Linked DNA regions of Muntiacus reevesi: region 1 is linked to region 2. A link is a contact called in public Hi-C data. All regions are on one chromosome and are shown on one strand. The core of a region is the stretch at or near the end of the contact, and the rest is flanking DNA. Distances in the headings are between cores, read along the strand shown.

Region 1 (6,001 bases), core at 1,140-3,639, 310 kb before region 2:
CCTTAGTTTCCTCTGGTAAAATGGGGATAAGAAAAATATCCCATAGAGTTACTGTGAGGATTAAATGGGGGGGCGGAAATATATCTAAAGGGGTGGAAATATATCTAAAGAGACTAGCACAGTGCCTGGTACATAGTAAGCATTCATTCAGTCCTTCATCCTTTTCCTCTTCTTGGCTGACAGCAGTCGTGGGTCTTGAAGCAGTAGAGTGAAATAACATATTTTTCATAAAGACTATAGAATCTGTCATGCAAAAAAGACTCATAAAAATGCGAGAAAATATTACGATGAATTAGTGGAGAAGTGTAAGCAGCTTAGGTGATAAAGATTGCAGGGGGGTCCAGTGGTTAAGACTCTGCTCCCAAAGCACGGAGCATGGGTTCGATTCCTAGTTGGGGAACTGAGATTCTCCATGGCTGGCCAAAAGAAGAAAAAAAAGATTGTGGGGAAGAAGTGTTAAAACTTAGCCTTCTAGTCCTCCTCTTAGAAGAGTCTCCCCTAAAGAGACAAGGTTCAACTTCATCCCCTACACCTGTGATTAAAATGGGCTTCTTACACCCAAGAGGATACATTCCAGGGGCAGAAAGCCAACTGCCTAATTATTCCCTTAAGGGGCTTTTTTTTTCCTGAGCCACTTTTCAAAGGACTCCCAGGAAGTGTTGAAAACTGTTATTGTATAATCTTCTTGATGAAGCAAGGTGTGACCTTTTGCTCACACAGAGGCTTAGGTTTTGTGGAAAAGCTTCTAATGCTGTGGAAAAGCACTTGCTCATTTTGTGTAGATGAAATATAATGTATTGTTGAAAATCCTAAAACTCCAAAGTACAAACTACTACAAAACACAACTGTTAATTGTATATTGATGATATACAAATACATTATTTTTAATGATTTTAGGTGTAACAGTATTGTGATTATGTTATGCATTTAAAGATACATGTTTAATGCTTACCTATAAAATAGTATGTCTGAGATTTGTTTCAAAATAATCTCAGGAGAGTAGAGGTTGGTGCCAGTATAGATGAAACAAGATTATCCCGAATTGACAAATGTTGACTTGTTGATAAGTATATGATAGCCCATTATACTATTTTCTCTTACAATGTATTTCTTTTATTATCTACCTAAAATGTTAAAAATTCAAGTAGTTTTTACCAATGTGATACTGTTTTCTAGGACAGGATCGTCTTATATGTGTAATTTTCTCTAAAGATTCTGAAAATTTACATTTAACAAACTCATAGGCTTTAAACCTAAGAATCTGACAACGTATCTTCCACATGCAGGAACTAGTATATTTTAGCATTTGGTACTGTTTGGGTCCTTTATTAGTGTAAATGTATAAAATGGAAACGAAAAATTAACCAGAATTGTGGAAATAATAAACATAAATTCCAAAAAGAAAACCTACAAATTCAACTACTGAAACCTTATTTGTGATTCATGTGGTGCATTAAAGCACCAAGTATCATTAATTCATGGCAACAATTAAAAGGGGAACTTTGCATTCTTCTACAACTCACTTTATGGTCGGTATAATCATTCAGTAATTAGAAATATCATCTTGCTAGATTCCATTCGGAATTCGATGTTTTTGAACAATTTCATTTCTAACACAGAGTAAGTGTGGCCAGAATAAGATGGCAAAACGACTTGGGTAATGTAGTCCAGGGCTTGCTTGCCAGTTAGCATGCTGGGACATGCCAGAGATTCAAAGATTTCCCTCACGGGGACACACGAAGCTGAGTTCTTGCTTTGGGTGCTACAGCTTCTCTTCTGAATACCAGCAGGATGAGCCAACCCTTGGCAAAAATCTCGAGGAGGTGAAGTTTGTCTTTCAGTTTCCCTTACTCCATCTTCCCCTCTGCTCTTCCCAGTATGTAAGTCAGTGCGAAAAGTTCTCCGTTCTGACTGAGATTCTGTGTTTATCATAGAGAAATATTTCTTTTTCCTTTGCCTTGCATTATAATTGCCGAAGGGCAGGGCGCTTGGATGCCTATTTCCTTCAGAATTTAATATTAAGGGGGAAAACACCTCAAGATTAGAAAAACAAAGACAAACCCCGGGTTCCTCTTCGGAGGAAGGGTGACTGGGGTCAGTCCGGCCAGACGTATCCCTGGGCTCCGGAGCTGGGCTCCGCACGCAGCTCTCGAACTCCGTCCCCACCGCCGCCTCGCGCCCCTTCGACCCAGGTCCACCACTCTCGCCCGGGGAGGCCGCCGCCCCGCGCCCCGCCTCCGGCCTGGGTGCGCCCGGCTCCGCCTGGAGGGGGCGCTGCGGCGAGCGCAGCCCGTGCCTGAGGGGAACTACCGGGGGTGGGAGTCCCGCGGCTCCGCGCTCGGGGCGGCGGAGGGGCAGGGTCCTGGTGCCCGCGGCGGCCCGGCTGGGCTGCGCAGTGGGGCGTGAGCATTCCAGCCGCGGTCCCGGGTGACTCCCTCGGTGACGCCGGCCGCGTTCTTTCCTCTTCCTCTCGCCTCTCCGGCCCCGCCTTCCCTTTTCCTCCGCCCACCCTGCCGAAGCCGAACCGCCGCCGCCAGCAGCGCCGTCATGTCGGCCCCCGCCGGGTCCCCTCATCCGGCCGCCAGCGCCCGGATCCCGCCCAAGCTTGGCGGAGCCGCCGCCTCAGGAGCCGCCGCGCCGGCAGGCCCGGGCCCGGGGCCGCACCAGCAGAACGGTGAGGAGGGCGGCCGGGGCGGAGCGCGGGGCCTAGTTGCCGGCGGGGCATCCTGCGCGGCGCGATCCGGCGGGGAGGGCCGGCGGGCGGCGGGAGTTGGGGGCTGCCGGGCTGGGGGCGGGGGGCGCACGGCGGGAGCCTGACGGGGGGCGGGGAGAGAGGGGACGGACGCCCCGGCGCGGGGCCGACCCGGGGCATCGCGGGCTGCGGCTGCTTCTGGAGTGTGGCCCCAGGCCCTAAACCGCCGGGGCGAGTTGGGGCGTTGAAAGGGGGCAGCCCAGAGACCACGTGAATCGCGGTTATCCAGCCCCGGGCGCGGGCGAGGTGCCCCGAGCGACCCCTGTCGCGGAGAGACCCGGGGCCGCAGAGTGCGTGGTCCGGCGGAGGCTGCTTGTAGCCATGGAGCTGAGGAGGGTTGTGCCCTTCCTGTCTCGGGGAAAATTGCTCTGATTTCTGAGGCCCGGCGAGCACGCTGCCTGGAAGGAAACTTCAGTTTGTGCTCAAGTTTGTAGACAAAGGGTGTAAATAGGCAACACGAGTGTAACTGTAACCCTGACCCAGTTCGGCCTTCGAGATCTGTCGTTGCTGTTGCGGCCGCTACTCGAGCGTCTGGAACTGGCTGGTCGTGTTTGAAAAGGAGCAGGTGTCAAACGGATTTAAACGAATACTTTTAGATCTGGGTGTCCCCCGCCTCTCCCCCGTCCCCCAGCTTCACTTTCAGAAACAAAAACGTGCCAGAGTTGGCCCTGTTGGAGGCAAGGCCTTCATACCGGCAGCAGGCATTGCAACGTGAAGGCCGCTTTCAGCCTAAGGTCGTGGGCTTTGGGGACGTAACAGTCTCCGCTGAAAAATGATGCTTGTAGAATATCCATTCCCTCAGTTAGTGGATGGGGCCCGGGGAGAGGGGCCGTCTCTGTATAAACGGTAATATTTCCGATGAGAACGCTCGACACTAATTGACTGAATACTTTACAAGAATATGTCTGGTTCTCTGTTTGTATAAGAGAACAAAGTCTGGTGGTGCTCTTCAAATGATTGTTGGACTGACCTATTTTACCCAGTCTGCTAGTGAAAACTTACTGGACTTTATAAATCAGTTCAGCGAACATTTAATTTTTATAGCTGATGCTGTTCACGCTTGCAGTTTATCGTTTATCCTGAGAACCAGAAGTTGAGGTTTTTATTTTTTTTTTGTAAGTCAAATGTGATGGCTTAGTCTTCATAATCCTTTGAATCAGCCATAGTTGTCAATGTTACATGCAGTACTTTTTCTGGTCATTGTTTACTGTATGGGTTTTAAATGTAAACAGTGTAGTAGGTTTTGTTCTTCTGCCCTGAACAAACATGAAGATATTATTTTTGAGCAGTTTTTGTTCTTGTAAACTTAGCATAAATTCTTGTTTTTGTTTAGTTTTTGAAATAGCTTTGTGTGTGGAAGAACTGAAAGAAGAGATCCCCAGTCTTTTAGAATATTGTAAATCCATGTTTAATAGTGATCCAAGGATTGTGTCTTTTCTTGATTTTCTGATTATGCATTATTGTCATAGTGTACAGTTTTTAAGGTGACAAATATTTGCCTTAGCCTTACAAATTTTGTGAATACTCAAGGAGTGACAGGATATCAGTTGTAATCAAGATGTTAAATATGTAAAAAATCAGTTGATACATTTAGAAGCCAGATATAAATGATGCTTGCTTTCTACTGTTTATAATCATTACTTTCCTTTGATATAATTCATTTCAGCATTTGTTGCATGCTTGCAGTTGGGGACTCGAGATTAGCCTAGTAGATAAAACAAAATCCCTGCCTTTCTCCTAAATTGACATGTATTTTGGTGACGTTCAAGTTGGTTATGACCTTGAGGAATTTGACAGATAGAGGCAGGAGGGGAGGGCTGTTGCAGGGGCATGAACCAAAGTTGAAAAATTTAGGAACCAAGAAGCAAAAAGAGTGCCAGGTGAGAGGGAAAACCCAAGGGATTAAAGCTGAAAACAATACTTGAAAGGGGCCAGATTACAGAAAGGTCTTGAGTGTTAAGGAATTTGGAAATTAAGATAAAGAACTAGAGTTAATTTTTTTTTGTTTTTGTGAAAATAAGTGGGTTAAGTAGATAAATAACAAGATCAAATCTGTTTTTGTTTTGCTTGTTAATCTCGGAGAAAAGTAACTTTTGCTTTTGGAATCCATAGATAACGGTTAAGCAATCATTTGGGTTTGTGATTGATTCTTCAGTCCTGCATAAACTATTTTGCCTTTTTATATCTCTGGAATTCCAGGCGTGATGAAAAAGAAATAGATCAGAAGTATGAGTTTGAAACATCACAGAAGACAGTTGTAAAACTGGAGTGGTACCTACCAATCACTTGCTTTAGTGTTTATCAAACATTTTTAAAAACAGATTTCTTTTCCCAGAGGAATTTGTAGAGCCCTGCTACAGACATCTGAAAAAAGCAGAGCTGTTGTGGTTAAAATAGAGGTGGAGGTTCAGGTGTTTTTGGAGTACAGGCTGTAAGACACCTAGTTCGATTCCCTAATTAAACAGATAAAATCAAGATCCAGAAAGTTTTGGATGGGTGTTTTTTACCTGTGCCTGTATAAGCTTCTTGAGGGTGACTGGCTGTATCCTGTTCACTGCTGTATACTCAGTATTTTCGAGGCCTAGAACAAGTTATAGTTTCATTTGTTAAATGAAGCTTAATACAGTTTTTCTAGTTTAAAGTCCAGATCTCTTTCTCTTAACAGACTCTAAGAAGTCTCTTACTGGAAACTTTGACTTTGGAAAGGGTTGGGGGGCAGAAGCCCAGACTTCATTAATATTTTTCCTTGTTTTCTGTGTTTAACTGTTAACATACTTTCCCCACTTATTCCTCCACCCCCCCCCCCCCCCCACTTATTTGAAGATACGATTTGATTTCTTTGAGTTTGTGAATTATTTCTTTCTGAACTTTCTTCCTTGGAGTTACATTTCTATACTTCAGTTTTTCACTGAGCAGCATATGGGTAGTTTAGAATCATTGTATTTTCATAGAAAGTATTAGTTGAATATTTTTCAGCTTACACTTTGCCTTTTAAGAGTCCTTCCAAAACAGAGTCCTCAAACAAGGAAAGACTGAGTGAATAATATCCTGGTAATTACGGCATAACCCCATTGTTGTTGTTTAGTTGCTAAGTCATGTTTAATTCTTTTTGGGTCTGTGGACTGTAGTCTGCCAGGCTCCTCCATCCATGGGATTTTGAAGGCAAGAATACTGGAGTGGGTTGCCATTTCCTTGTCGAGGGACTCTTCCCAACCAAGGGATTGCACCCACATCTCCTGCATTGGCAGG
Region 2 (6,062 bases), core at 3,169-5,668:
TGAGTCAAGCTGACACCTAGATCCTTGGTTTTATAAATGAATGACCTACCTTAGGGCAGTTTTACTTAAAGGCACTTGAGACTTCCTCAGTGTATCATTAGTGAAGTCACAGGGTTGGGATTTGACCCAGACAGTTTTGAGTCTAGTGTGTCAGTTCGTAATGATTATATTATATTACCCCCAGCTCATCACACTAATTGTTTCTATTATACTTCCAGTTTTATATAGACCCATATAAGCTGCTGCCGTTGCACAGGTTTCTACCTCGACCTCCTGGTGAAAAGGGACCTCCAAGAGGCGGTGGCAGGGGAGGTCAAGGAGGAGGAAGAGGCAGAGGTGGCAGAGGTGGTAGAGGTGGTAAGTTCCCCATGGAGGAAAATTTCTAAAGAGATTTCAAAGTCACAGCCTATTTAAAGAGTACAATTTAATTTTGAATATAAGCCAACCTCCCTTATGGTTATTTATTTCTTTTAGTAAGGCTCTTTTCAAATCTTGGCAGATTACCATAGTAATTATGCTTATTTTTTATAACATATAGGATTAGCTTAATTGAATTTTAATTTTTTAATTAGTGTTTAGCAAAACTTCGTGAAGGTGAGTGATATCTTTATTTTATGGATGAGGAAATGTAAGCTTAGAAATGTTAATTTGTCCTAATCAAACAATTGGTGGCTCAGAAATAAAACCAGTATCTTCTGATGTCATGTCAAAGACTATCACCAATAAATTCATTGCTTTGATTTCAGTATGTTGATGTTATGTATTTCCCCACAGCTTTGATACATTTATTGTGCAGGCAGCCAGGTGATAAGCCAGGTTGGGGATGAGCTGGGATGCAGCGTTTGGGAATGATGTGTTAGGTGGGTGACAGGATGATGGGCAGAGCCAAAGTGGTAAGGAAGAGGAGCTGCCAAGTGGGTTACTGTATTAGAAAAGAGAATTCTGTTTTCACTTTTGCCTCTCAATTTAATGAACATTTCACTCTGTAAATGTGCCTTTTTGGGATCCAGGTAACTTGGAGATAATCTCTTAAGAGATATGTACATATTTATTTCTTTGGAAGTATCCCTTTGAGAATTTGAATGGAGATCCCCCCATTCCCATTCTATATTCAGTCTTCTATATATAATTTTAAAAATTTGCAACTCTATTTTCTTAAAATCTTAATCTTTTTATATTAGTATTTTGGATATATGTGTTTATTTCTTTATTATTTCTCTTTTTATGTTTCATCATTCTTTACAAAGCTATCCCCCAAAATAAGTAAAAGTAGGGACTGCAGTAGGAAGCCAAATGTGTTGGATAATAGAAAAAATAATTCAAAATTTTTAAATTTCAAAGCTCGTCAGCATGTGAACATCAGTGTGTATGTTTCCAGCTCAGTTAGCCTTAAATGTTGTATCCATGGTACTTCCCAGGTGGTGCTAGTGGTAAAGAATCCACCTGCCAATACAGGAGACATAAGAGACATGGGTTCGATCCCTGGGTTAGGAAGATCCCTTGGAGGAGGGCATGCCAACCCATTACAGTATTCTTGCCTGGAGAATCCGATAGACAGAGGGGCCTGGTGGGCTATAGTCTATTGGGTCACAAAGAGTCGGACGTGACTGAAGCAACTTAGCAGGCATGGTAGTACTCCTAGAACCAAACCACCCATGTCTGCTACTTTTTGTTCTTAGGATTAAAAAGCCTTAGTGCAGTTTAAAAAGTGTATACCTTAAGCAAAAGTTGAGGTACTCATACATTTAACAATAGGGCTAAACTGAACTTTAAAGTAACAAGCTTTTCTAATATATTAAAACTTGTTTAAAAAGTTGTAACCTAGGATTTTACCTTTCTGTTGGTTTGAGAAACTACTACTGTTTCTCCATTTTTATCTTTTAGAAAATTCTGCGAGATAAAATATGTGAATATATGTTAGGTTGGTGCAGAAATAATTGCAGTTTTGCGTTGTTGAACTTTGCCCTTTGATATTAGAATACATTCTTAAATGAATATGATTGTATTATACCTCATTTTAATGCACATTTCTTGCTTTATATTTTTTGCTAATGACATTGTGCAAACTGTCAGATTTCATTTTCTTGGGCTCCAAAATCAGTGCAGACGGTGACTGCAGCCACGAAATTAAAAGACACTTGCTCCTTGGAAGGAAAGCTGTGACAAACCTAGACAGTGTTTGAAAAAGCAGAGACATTACTTTGCTGATAAAAGTCCATCTAGTCAAAGCTGTGGTTTTTCCAGTGGTCATGTATGAATGTAAGAGTTGGACCATAAAGAAAACTGAGTGTCAAAGAACTGGTGCTTTAAATTGTGGTGCTCTTGAGAAGACTCTTGAGAATCCTTTAAACTGCAAGAGATGAAATCAGTCAATTCTAAAGGAAATCTGTCCTGAATATTCATTGGAAGAACTGGTGCTGAAGTTGAAGCTCCAGTATTTTGGCCCCCTGATGTGAAGAGCTGACTCATTGGAAAAGACCCTGATGCTGGGAAAGATTGAAGGCAAGAGGAGAAGGGGCCACAGAGGATGAAATGGTTGGATGGCATCACTGACTCAATGGACATGTTTGAGAAAACTCTGGGAGATAGTGAAGGACAGGGAAGCCTGGTGTGCCGCATGCAGTTCATGGGGTCACAGAGTGATGTAGTGATTGAACAACAACAACAATGACATGTTACTTGCTGTTTATTTTATTTGTATTTTAGACTATGGAAATGATGTTAGACAAAAAGCAAAATTGAGCAGTTTTCTTATTCGAGTTCAAAATGGGTCATAAAGCAGTGGAGATAACTTGTAACATTAAGAACTCATTTGGCCTAGGAATTGCTAGTGAATGTACAGTTCAGTGGTGGTTCAAGAAGTTTTGCAAAGGAAATGAGAGCCTTGAAGATGAGGAGTGCAGAGGCTGGCCAACGGAAAGTGACTCCAAGCCGTTGAGAACCACATTCAAGCTGATCCTCTTAAAACTACATGAGAAGTTGCCTAAGAACTTACCATTGACCATTCTATGGTTGTTTGACATTTGAAGCAAATTGGAAAGGTGAAAAAGGTTGACAAGAGGGTGCCTCATGAGCTGATTGCAAATAAAAAAAATCATTTCAGTGTGTCATCCTCTCTTATTCTCTGTAACAACAATGTGCCATTTCTTGATTGAATTGTGACCTGCAGCAAAAATTGGATTTTATATGACGCCAGCAATGACCAGCTCAGTGGTTGGACTGAGAAGAGGCTCTAAAATACTTCCCTAAGCCAAACTTGCACCAAAAAAAGGGTCGTGGTCACTGTTGGGTGGTCTGCTGCCAGTCTTCTGATCCACTACAGCTTTCTGAATCCCGGTGAAACCATTACATCTGAGAAGTATCCTCAGCAAATTGATGAGATGCACCGAAAACTGCAGTGCCTGCAGCCGTATCAATAGAATGGGCCCTATTCTTTCCCGTGACAATACTTGACCTAATGTCGAACAGCCAACGCTTCAAAACTTGAACAAATTGGACTGTGAAGTTTTGCCTCATTTGCTGAATTCATCTGACCTCTTGCCTAATTCATCTGACCTCTTGGCAAACGACTACAACTTCTTCAAGCACCTTGACAACTTTTTGCAGGGAAGAAGTTTCCACAACCAGAAGGATACAGAAAATGCTCTCCAAGAGTTTGTTGAATCCCATGGCATGAGTTTTTATGTTATAGGAATAAACAAACGTATCTCTCGTTGGCAAAAGCGTGTTGGTTGTAATGCTTCCTATTTTGATTAAGGAAGTGCTTGAGCCTAGTTATAATTTAAAATTCAGGGTCTGAAACTGCAGTGACTTTTGTAACAACACTATTCTTTATAATTGTAGGAAATATATTGATGTTTATAGGCTTACCAAAATGTGATAGGTTACAGTTATTTAATGAATATTTCCTTTAATTTTAGGTGGTTTTAGAGGTGGAAGAGGAGGTGGAGGTTTCAGAGGAGGAAGAGGGGGTGGTGGTTTCAGAGGTGAGTGGGAAAAAAAAACTTGAAATAACTGAATTTCTAGAAATGGTATTGTCTAGTAACTTTTATTTCTTTTTGCCAGCAAGTATGTAGAACACCATGGTATTCCTTTTTTTTAACCTAATATACAGTTTCATTTTATATCACTTTTACCTTTGAATTTTTTCACCTGTTTCTGCTTTACTTTGCTATATTATTAATTTAAAAAGCAAAAAGGTGGTAATATAAATGATAGTTAAATTTGGTAAAGTATGTTTGTTAAACTTAACCAGAACTAATGCTGACTTTAAACTTGAGTTTTGGGTAATAGTGTTATTTAAAGTTCACTTTTCTATATTTTTAATATTTTCATTTTTTCCTATCAGGAAGAGGACATTAAGTGTAACAGTTGACAGAAACTTCACCAGTTGACTTCTGCATTAACCTCATAATTTACTTCAGTGGATCAGAAACTTGTTTCTTGAGCAAATTTTGAAGAACTGGTCGTTTTAGAAAAGTGGAGCTGAATGTCAACGTCACGCAAAAATGAGTGCGGCCAAACAGGCAACTTTGCTTCAAAAGAGTATGAATAAGTGTTTTAACATTTTGTATAATGTTCGGAACTTTGTGGGTGTTTAATAAAGGGACAGCTTTTATTTGGAGCATATTCGAATTTTGTAAATAAAGTGTTTTATTTCTTTAAGTAATTTAGAGCTGTGTTTATTAAACCAGAGTTTTTAAGGGACAGCCCAGTAGATTTAAGATAGAAAAAGAGGATGTTTATATATCTAACTGAGCTTTAAAGAAAAACAGGCTAGTAGAGCAGTACTTCACATTATTTATAAATTAACACTCCCTTTAAAATGTTTGCCTTTTGTATATGAGAACATCACACTTTATCATATTTTTTCCCTTTTGTGTGTTAGGACACAAATCAAAGTAAGACAACTTCTCTAATTGTAACTCATAATTGATTAGAAAGTTTTAGTATTAATTATGAATCTATTAAAGTTGGAACAGCTCTGTTCAGGTTGAGAACTAGAAATTCAAGACATTTCTGAAGAAATATTTAACTTTTTCATTCAATATAGATGGAATGTTGAAAGCTTCACTGAATGTTTTTATTTTCCTTTTTTAAGGGACTCCAGGTTTAAAGTTTTACTGACCATAAATATTTGATCGCTTGCTACATGTTCGTATTCTTGGGTAGGGACATTACAAATGAAATTGGTTGTGGTCTTCAATGCTGTTATAGTATCAAGATGTTAATAAGTTAGAATACTGTGATATAGGATAATTTCCCCTGCCATTGATTCCCACCCTCCCTCCCTCCCCAACATGGTTCATTCTTAGAAGGAATGAGTTGTTGTGTTATTTCTTCAGTTTTCTAGCATGCTTTACTTAATACTTGGTTAACTCTTGAATGCTTATTTGAGTAGCATATAGTATTGCCTAAGTCAGTATTTGGGTTTTCCTTATGCTTTTTGATTAATGGAATTGTAGCAGGATTAATAAATGTGTAAAACATAAATATATATGATGATCAAATATGTTGAAAATTTTTCACAGAAGCAGTTATGCTATTACAACTTGGGAAAGGAATCTGTTTGATTTAGAATCCTTGGGTTGAAACTTTCAGTTAGGGCCAGGGTTTTTACTCTTGTTCTATAAAAGACATAGTAACCACCAAAGTGACTATGGTATTGTCCTAAGGACAAATAATACACAGTTCCTACACTTTTTTTTTAACATTAAAAAAAAAAAGTCTAAAATGGCTGTGTAGAAGTAGTGATAGGTTGTAGACAAACCACTTTTGAGCACTTTTGAGGTTTTCTTCACCTTTTCCTTGGGTATATCTATTTCAGTCACTCAGTTCAGTTACTCAGTTGTCTCCAGCTCTTTGCGACCCCACTAACTGCAGCACGCCAGACTTCTCTGTCCATCACCAACTCCTGGAGCTTGCTCAAACTCATGTCTGTAGAGTTGGTGATGCCATCCAACCATCTGTCGTCCCATTCACCTCCCATCTTCAATCTTTTCCAGCAACTGTCTTTTCTAAGGAATCAGTTCTTCACATCAGGTGGCCAAAGTGTTGGAACT

Evidence for each region. A called contact is a pair of places that touch in the nucleus more often than the background predicts.
Region 1: a contact with region 2 is called in a Hi-C map of muscle, with 6 times the contacts expected there. The contact joins the promoter of SEC24B here to the promoter of RRH in region 2. A contact is called at or near these places in 2 of 3 Hi-C or Micro-C datasets (blood and muscle).

The regions. Positions count from the first base shown.
Region 1 is chr16:15,584,943-15,590,943 of mMunRee1.1, reverse strand. It overlaps SEC24B (SEC24 homolog B, COPII coat complex component), which reads left to right and starts at 2,389. Exons shown (of 23, transcript XM_065907541.1): 1 at 2,389-2,674. The coding sequence starts at 2,548.
Region 2 is chr16:15,279,131-15,285,192 of mMunRee1.1, reverse strand. RRH (retinal pigment epithelium-derived rhodopsin homolog) reads left to right here and starts at 4,418. Exons shown (of 7, transcript XM_065907171.1): 1 at 4,418-4,545. The coding sequence starts at 4,509. GAR1 (GAR1 ribonucleoprotein) reads left to right here. Exons shown (of 7, transcript XM_065907174.1): 5 at 219-357; 6 at 3,921-3,986; 7 at 4,349-4,669. The coding sequence ends at 4,362.